Regions from separate parts of the Gossypium hirsutum genome. Here regions 2, 3 and 4 are each linked to region 1. Evidence: chromatin contacts called from public Hi-C data. All regions are on one chromosome and are shown on one strand. The core of a region is the stretch at or near the end of the contact, and the rest is flanking DNA. Distances in the headings are between cores, read along the strand shown. Region 1 holds the start of LOC107900097 (probable protein phosphatase 2C 63). Region 2 has its middle 25 kb from the start of LOC107900081. Region 3 holds the start of LOC107900081 (subtilisin-like protease SBT1.7). Region 4 overlaps LOC107900126 (a long non-coding RNA gene).

The links. A called contact is a pair of places that touch in the nucleus more often than the background predicts.
Region 2: a Hi-C map of leaf shows a contact between it and region 1, with 2.6 times the contacts expected there. The contact joins the enhancer-like site here to the promoter of LOC107900097 in region 1. A contact is called at or near these places in 3 of 34 Hi-C or Micro-C datasets (callus and leaf).
Region 3: a contact with region 1 is called in a Hi-C map of leaf, with 2.3 times the contacts expected there. The contact joins the promoter of LOC107900081 here to the promoter of LOC107900097 in region 1. A contact is called at or near these places in 5 of 34 Hi-C or Micro-C datasets (callus and leaf).
Region 4: a contact with region 1 is called in a Hi-C map of leaf, with 3 times the contacts expected there. The contact joins the enhancer-like site here to the promoter of LOC107900097 in region 1. A contact is called at or near these places in 3 of 34 Hi-C or Micro-C datasets (callus and leaf).

What each region holds. Positions count from the first base shown.
Region 1 is chrA11:64,720,272-64,724,018 of Gossypium_hirsutum_v2.1, forward strand. LOC107900097 (probable protein phosphatase 2C 63) reads left to right here and starts at 1,869. Exons shown (of 4, transcript XM_016825807.2): 1 at 1,869-2,507; 2 at 2,652-3,028. The coding sequence starts at 2,246.
Region 2 is chrA11:64,501,145-64,504,891 of Gossypium_hirsutum_v2.1, forward strand. No RefSeq gene overlaps it. Among protein-coding and RNA genes, the nearest start is that of LOC107900081, 25 kb to the right of the region's middle. Within about 2 kb of position 2,182, at least 1 of the 9 cell types and tissues checked has an H3K27ac peak or open chromatin away from gene starts, as enhancers often do. A contact at or near this core is called in leaf, where this site is marked.
Region 3 is chrA11:64,525,937-64,529,683 of Gossypium_hirsutum_v2.1, forward strand. LOC107900081 (subtilisin-like protease SBT1.7) reads left to right here and starts at 2,174. Exons shown (of 1, transcript XM_016825794.2): 1 at 2,174-3,747. The coding sequence starts at 3,012.
Region 4 is chrA11:64,877,254-64,881,000 of Gossypium_hirsutum_v2.1, forward strand. It overlaps LOC107900126 (a long non-coding RNA gene), which reads right to left. Exons shown (of 7, transcript XR_001684824.2): 5 at 1,933-1,997; 6 at 1,474-1,844; 7 at 1,139-1,369. Among protein-coding and RNA genes, the nearest start is that of LOC107900126, 5.0 kb to the right of the region's middle. Within about 2 kb of position 1,643, at least 6 of the 9 cell types and tissues checked have an H3K27ac peak or open chromatin away from gene starts, as enhancers often do. A contact at or near this core is called in leaf, where this site is marked.

The DNA.
Region 1 (3,747 bases), core at 619-3,118:
ATAATTTTGTTAAATTTTTGGGGAAAATCTTGTAATTATCCCATTTGTTTTAAAATGAAAGGATATGATTGAAATCTTATAGAATTATCAGCGGGATAGGGCTTTGATAGTAATTTAAATTGGAAATGATGTTGAAATTTGAAGAGTGTTTTACTAAATTAGTTGTATTTTAATTCAATCAAACCAAACATATTAAAGAAGATAGAAATAAGCAATCAAATCAAACTTACATGTCCTTGTCTCCAAATTTTAATGGCTTTCATTGAAGTAATTTCTATCTTCGTCACCCACATTTGCTTGTTCATCAAGAGGAATAGTGAAACTAATAAAACAACTCAAAGGTAAGGTGCGGTGTCACTTTCCATTAGTATTTTTCGAAAAAGAAATAAAGATTTAACCAAAGCTCATAGTATAATGATAAAATAAATCTTTTGTTGATATGAAAATGATCTCCTGATTAAAGATTAGATTTTTAAATTAGATGATTGGATAAATTCCTACTCTGCTTTACGAAAAACTTAATGTAAAGTAATTTCAACAAAAATGGGGCCCAAGTCAAAATTGTTTATTGTTTTAACCCCTCCCACTTGGGCAAGGAACTCCAATTTTTCCATAAAAACAAATCCTCGTTCCATGTAAATGTGACATGTGCTGTGTTTCATTACAACTGTTTGACTTCAAGCGTTGCTGATATTTTTTAGACACGGCAATGAAATTCTCTTTTTCTCATCAAAATTCACATAAATTAGTCAAAAATCAAGACCTTAAAGTCAGGCAAGCCTTCAATTATGGAAATAAAAAGAAGGGGTGAAACTCATTTTTTTCGCCTTCATATTCTGCGTTTCCATTTCCATGGATTTTTTCATGATTCCTTGTTTCTCTTTCTTTTTTCTTATATTACATTAAATTAAATAGCGTAATTAAAAAAATTAGATTTTATCTGAATGAAATTTTTAAAAATATATAAAAAAAATCTTTAGTGATATATTTTATATTGTAAATTCACAAAATCTTGTCTTAAAAAAAATAGCACTTGAACCTGTTGTTTTCAATCTTTTTAAATATAAATTATATCTATTTAATCTCATAATCATATTTTAATATTTTATTAATTATTTACATTAAACTCAAAATAACCTTAATTAGGTTGATATTATTGTTATTGTAACAACAAAAAGATATATGACTAAAAATAGTCATTGTATCATAATATTTGATAAACTTTAATCTACCTAACCACAAACGAAATGGTAAATTATTTGTATCTCACTTTTCAATTAACACACTCTTGGACTCGGTGTATGAGTAACCTTTTTCTATCCTTGTAATATATACTAAATTTTGATACACTCACTTTGTAAATGAAATAAATCAATCTAAAAAATATGTTTTTAAAAAAAATTATATCAAGACGAATGAAAATTTTGGTTGAAATAGATAAGTTAAAAACATAAAATTAAAGTGTCCTTAAATTTAATTTTCATTATACTAAAATTCATGAAAATATAAAAATATCATCGTATTAATATATGTTACTTCGTATATTAAAGTATATATTAATAATTTTTTAATTAAATTGTTGTTCCATGAACTTGTAAGATTAACTCTAGCTCAACATTAAAATTGCTAAAACACTCTTACTTCAAAGGGTAAAGGTATTTTCATATAATGTCCAAATAAAACAACTGAAAAAACAGAATTTGAAAATGAACAAATTCATAGAAAATAAATATAGTATTGATAAAGTGGAAAAGTGGGAAGAGGAATAGGTAGGGCAAAAGAAAAGCATAAAAAAACATGGGATTCATGGGAGTGTGAAAATAAAGAAAGAAAGCAGAGGATAGATTTGGAGGCAACGCGTTAGTTTGTAAAGGAATTGGATTCTGTGTAGCTGACATCCACTGGATAAGTTTTCCCAACAAATACGTCAATCCCCACTTTTCTTTTTCTCTTATTTGATTAACCGTTTACTTTGAACCATTCCAAATTTCAACCGTCTTTCTGTCCTGTTTCAAACTCCCATTACACTTACCAAAATATCAACTTCAAAGAAAACTTATAACATAAAAGGAAAAAGAAACACAAAATACTATAATCTCATTTTTATCATACATTTCACAACTCCACTTCCTGGAAATATCCACTGCTGTTTTCTTTCCCTAAAGAAATCCCATTGTTTTTATTTAGAGATTCCTTGTACAACTTTTCTTGTTTCTCAAAGAAGGTCCAAGTTGAGTCAGAGAGGATGTTGGAGATGTGCACAAGGCCGTTAGAGATGTGCTTTGGAGGAGGTGGAGGTGGAGGCGATGAGCTCTTATGGCATATGGATTTGAAGCCCTACGTTTCTGGGGACTATTCCATAGCAGTTGTTCAAGCCAATTCCTCTTTGGAAGATCAAGGTCAGGTGTTTACTTCCCCTTCCGCCACTTACGTCGGCGTCTACGACGGCCATGGTGGACCTGAGGCTTCCCGTTTCATCACTCAACATTTGTTCCCTTTTCTTCATAGTAAGTTCTTCTTTCTTGGGTTTCTTTTTCAACCTTGAAGGTACAATCATACAAGTAAACGAACCTTGGCCTTTGATCAATTTATATACAGGAGAAATAGAGATTCATTTTGTTTTTTGCTTTTGGTTGGTTCAATTGTGGCAGAGTTTGCATCAGAGCATGGAGGGTTATCAGCAGAAGTAATAAAGAAAGCCTTTGATGCTACTGAGGAGGAGTTTCTGCACTTAGTGAAACGATCGTGGCCAGGCAGGCCACAAATCGCTTCTGTTGGTTCCTGTTGTCTTGTTGGGGCAATTGCAAACGATGTTTTATATGTGGCTAATCTTGGTGACTCAAGGGCGGTTCTTGGCCGGAGAGTGTCTCCAAATGGACCTAATAATCAAGTGGTGGCCGAACGGTTATCAACCGATCATAATGTCGCGGTTGAAGAGGTGAGGAAGGAGGTTGTGGCGCTCCACCCCGATGATTCTCATATTGTGGTGTATAACCATGGAGTTTGGCGGATAAAGGGCATAATTCAGGTACCAAATTCTCGAATTCCCCTCTGTTTCTCTACTCAACGGCCTCAGTGTTTTGATAGTTAAAATCGTAAAGTAACAATAGCAATTGCAATGTTGAACTATTATTGATTAGTGTTGGACCCTGCAGCTTGATGAGCATTTGATCTGCTTAATGTTAGCCAGGTGAAATTTTAGGTTCTCTTCAGTAAATTGCAATCCAAACGGCCAGTTCCTTGGCTTCTAATTCTTTAGGTTATGCCTCCAAATACCAATTAAGATTGGGGTGAACACCCTTTCTTAAACAGAAGAAATGAACCTTTTGAGCTAGCATTATTTAGGCATGTTTTGCAGATATGAAGACCTTGATCCTTTGTGAGGTTCCAATGGCCTCTCTTATATTACCAACTGTTTATGCTTTCTTAGCCTATTGTTCATATCATGTAGTTTTTAACTGTTTCTTTGAATATTATGATATGTCAAATGTGAGTATTTCTTTCCAAATAATGTGAGTATTTTGATTATAGTTGTTCCTAGAAAGTAAAAAGATGATTGGGTGAGATTTCATGGTTTAACTAATTGGTTCATCTAACTATCTAGTTGGTTGGGTTCAAATCCGAGCGTTACAACTCATTCCTCTGTCCCGGATTGCGACCCCCTTTGTGCCCAAAACGGAATATATTAGTAGATGTAATGAATACAAAAGTGGATAAAGTGATACATGAATCACAACCCGGAAAGCA
Region 2 (3,747 bases), core at 932-3,431, 220 kb before region 1:
GTTGTGAAACAGTGTTTTTAAAAAGATAAAAAGTCTATTTTAGACATTATGATGTTTAAGGAAAAAAAGATGTATTTAAATTTTGTTAATGTTATTGTATATGAAATACATGAATTAGAAATGTTAAATATATTTAAATTAACTTGTATTATTTTTTTAAAAAAATATAATTTGAATATTTAAATTATTTTAAATATTAAGATAACGTAGAAAATACAAACCTAACAAATTCAAATATTCTATATATTTGAATTAAGTTTCAAAAAGGAGTAATAATTGTATACCCAATATAAATATTAAAAATTTTACATTAGTATTTTCAATTTAAAGTGAATTCATTAAACCACAAGCTATCACATTTCTTGTTAATTCCATTTTGTAATTACTTTAATTGTTTGATTCACTATCAGCTTCATCACTTTCTCCATCATGCACATCTTCTAGATCAATAATATTCTCATATACTCTGTCAATATTTTCTATTCCATTAGACCTGCATCATTTCGACTGACATGTTTTCGGATAAAATTTTGTATTGTCATTGTAACAACAACAATCATTGTTTGTTTTTCAAAACTAGAACTTGACATATCCTTTAAAATGACCCTTTTTTTTTCAAAACACTAAAAGTTCATTTAATCACACTACATAATGATAAATGTGAATGATTGAATATCTCTTATTTACCAGATATAGGACTACTTCTACAAAATTTAGGTAAATGATATTGATATCCTCTATATGGTCCGAGATAACATTTCATTTGAGGATATCCAGAATCAGCAAAAAAATATTTTCCTACATGTTATAATATAATAAACAATTAATTCAAGAGTTGTTTCTTTTTTTTAATTATCAATTAAAGAACTTATACTTTATTATTTTAAAAAAGAAATAAATGAAATATCTTACCATTTGGTGGGTGCGGAAATTTGTATTTTGAATCTCAAATTGCATTAAGAAATATTCTAGTGTCATGCGTTGATCCTTCACATCCAAGACATAACAAATGTGAAACAAATATTAAAATCACATACTGCCATAATATTCTGAGTTGAGACACATTTTCTTTTAATTTAGGGAATTTGTTCATTTAGTGGAAGAATAGCAGCAAATGTGTACCATCAATTTACCTATGCAATCCTAAACAAATAATCATTAGTCTCATGCATATTTTTAGTTAAAAAATATTAAAATATAATAATATAATTTGAAATTTTTACCTTAAAATGTGACATATATCTAGAATCATTATGTATTTGTTCGGGTATTGAGCTAAAATAACGATCATTTGGTAAAATTATATCAACGACCATCGTTGAAACTTTCTTAAGTACAATTGCAAAGTATTGAGTTATTGTTACTCCAAACCTTTACATTGGTGCCCAAGATTTACAAAAAAAAAAAAAATCCCAACATTTCATGAGAAAATATGTGTCTTAAAGTTTGCAAATTGTATCTTATTTCTAAAACTCTCAACAAGCTTGTGAATACAAATTTTGACATTTTAAAATTAATCATACAACGTGATTCATGATTGTCAAGGGATTCATGATCGTCAAGGGATTCATGATCGTCAAGGATTTATGTTTCACCTGATTGTTTTGAATCCATGCATGGTTACTTCAATATATACTTCTCATAATATAATTGCACAGAAGAAGATGCAACATGAAATAACTAGTTAAAACTTTCCATGTGTTGTAAAATATTTCTTTTCTCTTTTATCATTACTTCTATCACCACTGGAATTGTTAACCATACTCATCACGTGTGAACAAATTCTATATATAAAAACCAAACATAAAACCCCAGACCCTAAATCAAGATATTGGTAGAATGGGATATCCTTCAATTGGAATATAAGTGGAATGGGATATCTCGAATTGGGATATCTTTTGAATGGGATATCCCTTATCGGAATAAGTATGACATATAGCTCGGTTCAATAACGTAAAAAATTTGAACCAGACACTAAAACAATTGAACCAGACTGTAGAAATTTTCAATCAGGAATAACATAGTCAGGATATCCGCAGAATAGTTTATCCCGAGAAGGAATATGACTAGGATATCCTTGGAGTAGAATAAGAAGAAAAATTAACTACAGCAGGACAGTTAAAAATTTTGCACCGAATATAAGATAAGCCCAATAACCCAGTAATCCAAAACATAAACAAGACAAATCACCTAACATTGAATCGAAAGCCCAATAACCCATAGCCCCAACAATATTCTGCTAAGCATGAAATAAAACGAAAGATCCGTAAAGAGAAACAAAAAAATAAAACAAAGGGAAACAAAGAATTCAAAAATAAAAAACATCCACCGAAAATTGATGTATAAAGACAAAGACAAAGGATTTATATTGCTAAAAACCAAAATCTCATACCAAAATCAACTGAAAATAGAAGTATAAGGAAACATATATATTTAACAAAAAAATAGAGATGAAAACGCAATTAAAATAAGATTTAGAAAATTGAACTAAAATCGATAACAAAACCCCCTAATGTAGCTTTGGAACTCGACTAATTTCTCATACTAGTATTATTTTTCCTAAGAAAAGCATTTATAATTATTTTTATAGCTTATATCTTTAATTAGCTTTAAAATATATTATGTTTATCTGAATGTTCTGTATTGTTGTATTTCAAATAAATAGGTAAATCGATACAATTGTTGGTTTTGTTTAGAACCCTTCATTCATTAGCTTAACAGATTATTAACTTGAAAGCTTCAAAAGCTTGGTTATTCACCAAGAAGGAAAATGTATCGTCATATTCAATGAATATACCATCTCATGGAACGTGACAAATATCAATTTGAAAATTAACAAAAAAGAAAAATAATAGATAAATGAACACTTACAATTTTGACCTAGTAGAATCTTGCTTCTCACTTCAATCTCTGAAGTATACATTGTTGCATAGAAATGAAAATTTACATAAAATACAAAATAACAAAAGCAAATATCACTTACAAATATAATTATAATTGTATAAATTTCATCCAATAAAAAAAATAAGATATTCTTGGAAATACCAACAAAACACAAAGAACTTAATAGAACATAAAAAATATCATCATCAAGGCATTAAAATAGTTCTCTTTAAATGACAAACTTAGCTAATACAAACAACTCATGCAACAAGATTACAAGATGAAGAAACTTTACATTTGTTGTTTCCGACTTCAAATCTATGTTCAATCACTCAAATTTTTTATGAACCAAAAAACAATAAAATAGACCCACTAACATAGAATTAAAAAAGGTATAGATCTGAAACTAAAATAAAAATGAAAAGGCAAAGGTTTGTTATGAAAGGAGAAGAAAGGAGGAAGATAGAAAAGAAAACAAAAAAGAAAGCAAGAGAAGGAGATAAGAGAATCGACTAATAAATGGGGGAAAGAAAAATGATGTGAAAAGCCAATGGATTCTAAATGTTTGAATCCTCTCACGTATCACTTTCAGTACCCCATTCACTTTAAACGGTAACATTTAATTCTTTCATTAAATCACTAATTCTTTATTCGGGAGGATTAACAGAAAAGAAACGTTAGAAAAAAAAGGGAAATAGGAAATAATAAATAATAGATAATAAAAGGGAAATGGGGGAATTAACAGAAAAGAAACGTTAGAAAGAAAAAGGGGAAATAAGAGATAATAAAGGGGAAATAAATATGAAAGATGCTTTCATTTATTATTTGTTCATGTATATATCATGTTTCTATAGATATATTTTT
Region 3 (3,747 bases), core at 924-3,423, 190 kb before region 1:
CCTTGAGTGTGATGTACACTCACTGCATGGAAGTTGATATGTGTGTGTCTCCAGTCTCCATCTTTCCACCATCGCGCTGATAAGTGTAGGATCCAATTTGCAGCCCCTGAGCATATGAAATGCATGTAAGAATCTCGCATCTTGTAAATAACCACGAATTTCAATGTTTGGACTCTTTGACAAATTGTGTATGAACGCCCCCAAAACACGATCATCCGCCTATTTATATCAACAAAATAAAATATTTTAAAATTTTAAAAAAACTTTAAAATTAACTTAATTGAAAATAACGAAATTTTAAATTTTTTCTTACCATTGTCGATTGAGTAGCGGAATGTGCTTGTCGTCGAAACGAATCAGCGAACTTGCCATTTATGAAAATTTAATCGAAATGAATAATCTACTAAACAATAAAATAAAACTATAATATTTTCAAACAAATGGATTGAAAAATTTCAAACAAAACTTGAGAAAATTGAGAGAGTTGAAAGAATTGAGAGTTTAAAGAGAATAGATAGTTGGATTTGAGTGAAAAGAATGAAAAATGGCTTGGTATTTATAGTAAAAAAATCGTTGCCCCTTAAAAAATTTTACCATTAGCCTCGTTTAAAATTGGACCGTTGGGAAATGATCGTTAGAGGAAAACATGCCTAGCTAAACTCATTTTCACACACTTTCTCCAAAAGCGTTCTATTTAAAAAAAACTATTAAATATAAAAAAAATAGAATATTATTATAACTTATCCTAATTCAAGAGCTAGGTATTAACCTTGTAGCATATTGAGTTAATACGCCATACTTATGACAGTTGAGGAACAAATTATTTATAAATAAATAATGTTAATTAAGTGGTTAAAATGAAACTTATTAATATTAGAGATCTTGTGCTGTAATTTGATTTTTATTGAAGTATGGCATCATGGCGTCCAATGTCTACACGTGATGACCGGACCCCACAACGTGGAACTAATATCCAACAAATTTAATAGTATTCAATTTAAAAAAAAAAAAGAAAATAGTTTTTTCAACATTTCAATCCAGGTTAGTATAAGTAGGGGTGAGTATTCGATTGAGTCAAAAAATTTCGAGTTAGTCGAGTTGACGAATCCTATTTTAGCAACCGAACTCAATTTGAATTTTTTTCGAATCAGATCGAATTGAGTCAAAAAATTTAGAGTCAAGTAGAGTCGAGTTAACGAATCCTATTATTTATACTCAATGTTGCACTTACATGAACCAATTATTTAACTAGCAAACGAAGTATAAAATTATTTAACAACATAAACAATATAATGGTTTTGCCTTTTAACTTAATTAGTAAACTTTATAAAAACAACGTAGTTTTACCTTTTAACTTAATAGTTTTGACTTTTAACTTTAAAAAATATAGTCATTTATCAAAATGATGTAGTTTTGCATTTTCTTATTCGGATTTTTAGATAACTCGAATTAAACAAAAAAACTTATTTTTTTATTCGAGTTTATCCAAATAACTTGATTAACTCAAATAACTCGAACTATTTAATTCAAAATTTAAAAATTTTATCAAATTTTTCGAATCGAATCAAATTTTGCTCACCCAATTTGAACAATAGGCAAAAGAAATTACATACTTTAAAAACGAAAATCAGTCCTACACTGAATCTAACCCTTCTTTTCTCTGCCAAATAAATTTCAATCACTGGTGAGATGAGAAGTGAGCAACTTTTGAATTCAATTTTGAACTTGCCTATAGTTTAATATATTATTTGTGATAAATCTAAATCCAATTACACATTAAATTAAATATTCACCTTCAAAAACATTTACCAATTTGTAATTATTATTAAATTAAATATTTATTTGGGCACAGGCAAGAAGAAGGGGATGGTTGGTTGGCGGGTATACCTCCCATCAATAATTTCCAAACGTGTTGCATAAAATAATAAATATAGAAAGAAGCAAAGAGCCAAAGACAAATGCCCGTGAACTGGAAAAATAATGTAAAATTAAATAAACACAATAAAAATTTATTAATATCTTAAATACAAATTAATATTTAAATTATCCAAATTATTTTTCTTCAAATTCATACTTTTATAGTCAAACTGTTAGACCTAATTGATAACTATGTCGTTTTAAAAATAATTATTAATATACTGACAGAATCAAGAATTGCAAATCTATAACCTCCAAAACATAATCCATATTCAACTCAACTGTCTGATGAATTTCATATACACATCTTTTGTATTATATTCATTTCAAAGAGCAGCCAACCGTAATTAAAATATTATCTACTTGGGCACTTGAAATTCTAAGCTTCACGAATTTTTACTGCCATTACTTTTCAAATATCATTTATAAATTTGTGTTATTTTATGGCATCACATGATATCTTAAATTATTTTTATACTAACTATACCTACCGTCTTATTATTTAATTTCCTTTTATGCAAATTTAATCTTGAATTATCGTCTTCCTCATCAACTCATCTTCCCAAATGACTAGATGGTAATCGCTTAACCATCCTTTGTTTTTTCTTAAATGAACAAATAATTGAAAGGATTAAGCCCTTTTTTTTCCCTTCTCAATTATTGCTTTTTGTGCTTTATTGTTGTTCCCCTTAACTCTGCAAAAAGAAAAAAAGGAAATACACAGTTATCATCAGCCTTGAGAGGGGAGGAGGAAGAGAGAATCAATTCTCAGCCTCGAGAATAAAAGAGAAGATTTGAAGACAACGGATAAACACAAAAGCATGAAATCATGTGAAAGAAAGTTATTAGTATCTTATCTCAGCTCTTAACCTCCATCACCTCTTTCTTTTTCTCCTTTATTTATTTTTGGTTTGCAACCAATCATTCAAACAACAAGACAACCACCACCGTCCTACGACCACGTTCACTCTCTCTTCTTTTATATTTAATAAAGGAAAACAGCTGTTCCTTTTTGTATAAAATCAAGAGTTTTATCCAAGCTTTCATCTCTATTGCTTTTCCTCTCTTTCTGGTGAAGAAGAGAGTGAACAAAAATGGAGATGGTTAAGTGTTTTATGATTGTCCTGATTCTTGGTCTTTGCCACGTGCCCATGGCTGCACCATTGGAGGAGAAGAAGAGTAGCAGAAAGACTTACATCGTGCACATGGCTAAATCCGAGATGCCTCCGAGTTTCCAGCACCATACTCACTGGTATGACTCCTCTTTGAAGTCAGTTTCCGGCTCGGCTGCAATGCTCTATACCTACGACAACGTTATCCATGGATTCTCTACTCAGTTAACTGATGAAGAAGCTGAGCAACTCGAGAGCCAACCAGGGATCCTCGCGGTTTTACCCGAGGTAAGATACGAGTTACACACGACTCGTACACCTGAGTTCCTTGGACTCAGTCAAGCTGCTGCTTTGTTCCCTGAGTCTGAGTCGGCGAGTGAAGTTGTTATTGGTGTGTTGGATACTGGTGTTTGGCCTGAGAGCAAGAGCTTTGCTGATACGGGGCTTGGACCAATACCAAGCAGCTGGAAAGGCGCGTGCGAATCAGGCACCAATTTTACCTCCGCAAATTGCAATAAAAAATTGATAGGTGCGAGGTACTTTGCTAAGGGGTATGAGGCTGCCTTGGGTGCAATTGACGAGACCAAGGAATCAAGATCACCTCGAGATGATGATGGGCATGGTACTCACACGGCCTCCACCGCTGCAGGGTCGGTGGTGGAAGGAGCTAGCTTGTTTGGTTACGCACAAGGAACGGCGCGTGGTATGGCCACGCGCG
Region 4 (3,747 bases), core at 393-2,892, 160 kb after region 1:
GGTCACACACTGCCTGAACACATGCCTGTGTCCTTTGCCTGTGTGGCTCAAATTCGATGATCAGTGAGTTACATAGCCAACCATATGGCCTGGTCGCACGCCTACGTCTCTGGCTGTGTGACGTTGACAGCCACATTTTCCAGTGTTTGAAATTTGCAAAAACAGGGGTTTTTGGTACGCACCTAAAGAGATTGTGTAGCGAAAACAACATAGAGAGTCTTTGAAGCCTAAAACAACCATTCAATCATTCAATCAACTGAATTTAACGACAATGAAGCACAATTATACACAGAAACTTATGTCAAAAACTTCGACATAAAATCTTCAACGAAATTGACACTTAACAAAAGATTAACTGCAATTACTCGAATTAACCTGCCGAGATTTGTTACTTCCAACACCTATTCCTAAAATAAAGAACCAACATTGTTTAACCACGAGAAATTATCCATTAGCGCAAACTATCAACGATACAACACCGTCATTTCTTAGAACTTTTAACAAATTGACACAATTGACATCACAGAAGACATACTTACCCGACCCGTACAATAGATTAGAATGAGAAGTCCAACGATCGACAACAACACGCTCAAACGATTTAAAAACAAAAAGCGAAAGAAGAGGAAAAAGAAAAAGAGAAGGGAAAGAAGCAAAAATGTAAAGGGGAAAAGAAAGGGAAAAAAAAAAGAAACATTTAAAATATTTTGTCTCAGCCACTAGTAAATTTTTCGACAAGAAGCAAAATATTTCCTAACACATACGATGGGGCTCGAACACGGGGCCAAACAAAATACAGAGACTTAAATAGTGAACCAACAAACTCATTCTTAATATAAATTTACATAGAATTACATTTAACTATGTAATGCATGGATGGGGTTGTTTTAAAATAATAAAACTTTTAACAATACAATTCGAATTTCAGACCTTAAACATAATAGTAAAACACAAAACCACAGATATAAAGATTTAATTAATATAAAATACTGCAATAATAATATTTTGTTATTTTTAAAATTTAATAATGTGGCACTATTTTATTGGTGCCTAAAAATTATATTTTTTATATCATCTTAATATATTTTATTTTTTTAAATGAAGGATGGGGTTTTATATTGAAATTAATAGATATAGATGAGTGTATAATAATATTTTGTTATTTTTACTAATTAACAACCCTAAAAAGTCAAGAGTGCTCTCTGAGCATCCCAAAGAAACAACGGTTACTGTGCTTTGGCAGCGGACGAGTGGTGACTTGAGGGTATGGAAGCAGAAAATGAATTAGCTCTTTTTGAAGAAGAACTGATCCAGTTAACAGTAAAGAGTTCGCTAGTAACTCCGGCAGAAAATCCAACGCTGATCTACACTGTTTGGACAAAGAAATCATATAACCCAGATAGTTTGAGAGCACAATTAAGGAGTGTATGGAAAACTAGAAAGAAATTCGAGATTAATATTGTGGGGCAGAACCTGTTTTCAATAATTTTTGAAGATGAGGATGATTTAGAGCGTGTCATGGAAGGGCGACCATGGCTTTTTTGGAAACAACTAGTAATTCTTGACCGAATAACGGAACCACTGGAGCGAGGCAAGATTGACTGATTCTTTCCCCCTTTTTGGATAAAAATAGGGCCAAGTCCTCCAGAATGTGACAAAAAGAACCTAATGCATGCGGTGGGATCCACGTTTGGGGGTGTGATACGATCAGAGATTAAAGAGGACTTTTGTCGCCTTAAGGTCAATTTAGATGTGCAGAAACCACTACAGAAAGGTCTGTTTGTCTCTCCAAACAATCAAGGAAGAACCTGGCTTCCTTTCAAATACGAATCACTACCAACGTTCTGTTTTGGGTGTGGTCGGCAAGGCATGGGGTTAAAGATTGTACGAGTATTTCATTTGAAGAAAGAGTAAAGACAGAAGATGATTTACCTTATTCAATAGCGCTTAAAGCTGAATCTTCTATCAAAGGAAAAGAAAGCATATGGCTCGGATCCCTGAAAAAGAAAACAATGATACAGTGTAACTATACAGGCATGGAAGAACCAGATAGTAACGGTAAGTGCAGTACAGAATTATTGATGCCGAAGACAGATAGATATGATGATGGCAAAAATTTCAAAAAAAGACCCAAATGTTCTGGACGCAGAAGACCGGGGGGGAAATAACAAATTTAATGATGGTATTGAAAGTCTTGGAAAGGGTATGACCAATGTGGAGGAAAAGTTACAGAAAAACCAAAGTAGCATGGCAGAAAATCAGATAGATGAAGTGGAGATAAAAAATTATGAAGAATGGGAAGCAACACAACAACCGAGATACCACAGAAGCAGCTGGCGTAGATTGGACAAGAAGAACTTTGATGCAAATATGTCAGAAAGGATCTTGGATAAACGCAAGTTTAATCATGAAAGCCTAGTTGAGAATGCGACATATCTCACTAATGAAAGTCCTGTTAAAAAAGTAAAGGAAAATAAGGATAGGGAGGATAGTTATGCCAATTTTGATTGTAAGCAGGCTGTTTCCCACGTTAGTTCAGAACTAACACAAGTTATATCGGCGGCTGCCAATGGGCAAGCCGACTGGAAGCCATGAAACTCCTAAGCTGGAATGTCTGGAGACTGGGGAATCCCCAGGCTAGTAGGAGATTTCAACATATGTTGAAACTCTACAAACCCCAACTGGTCTTCATAATGGAGACAAAATTGGATCATAGACGCATGGAATGAGTTAGGAGAAAATGTGGTTTTCAGAACGGGATAGATATATCAGCAACGGGTACACGTGGTAGAATTTGCCTTGCATGGAACGAAAATCACTTGGCTATTCAGAATCTCATGTTGATGTTGAAGTTATTGATGAAGATAACTCAAACAAATGGAGGTTCACTGGATTTTATGGGAATCCACAAGTCTCAGATAGGCAGGACTCTTAGAATCTTCTTCGAAGGCTACAAGAAACAAATTCAGAAGCATGGTGTATATGTGGTGATTTCAACGAGATTATGTATGCTCATAAAAAAACGGGAGGCGCAACAAGAAATGAAAGGCAGATGGAGGCTTTTCGAAAGGCCTTAACAGATTATGAATTAGTCGATTTGGGTTATACGGGACAGAAGGATACATGGGAGAGGGGCAACTTCCAGACCACAAATATTCGAGAATGGCTAGACCGGGGAGTGGCAAATAATGCTTGGCTCAATTTGTATAGTAATTACAAGGTACATAATCTTATGCATTGATTCTATTATCACTGTCCGAATCTAATCAAAACAGAGATAAATAGTGCACATGATGGGAGAAATCGCTTTAAGTTTAAATCTTGGTGGCTTATGGAACCGAATTGTGCTGATGTTATTAGGAAACTATGGGATGAGAAATCAAGTGATGCTCTTGCTAAATTGGAAAATCTTTGAGCTGGCCTACAAAAATGGGGACGAAGAGTCAAGTACGCACATGACAAGAAAAGGAAGAACCTTCGAGATCGATTGGTTCAACTTGATAGTATAGACCGGGATGATGATGTGATAGCAGAAATCCTTGATGTAAAGCTGGAGCTTAATTGGGAAATGGAAAAGGAGGAATTATATCGGGAACAACAGGCTAGAGCCAATTGGTTGCGTGAGGGTGATAAAAATACAACGTTTTTTCATAGTAAAGCTACATAAAGACAGAGGATGAATTATATCCGGGGATTGGAAGACAAGAATGAATTCTTTAAGACAGAAAGAGAGGGTATGGAGACTAT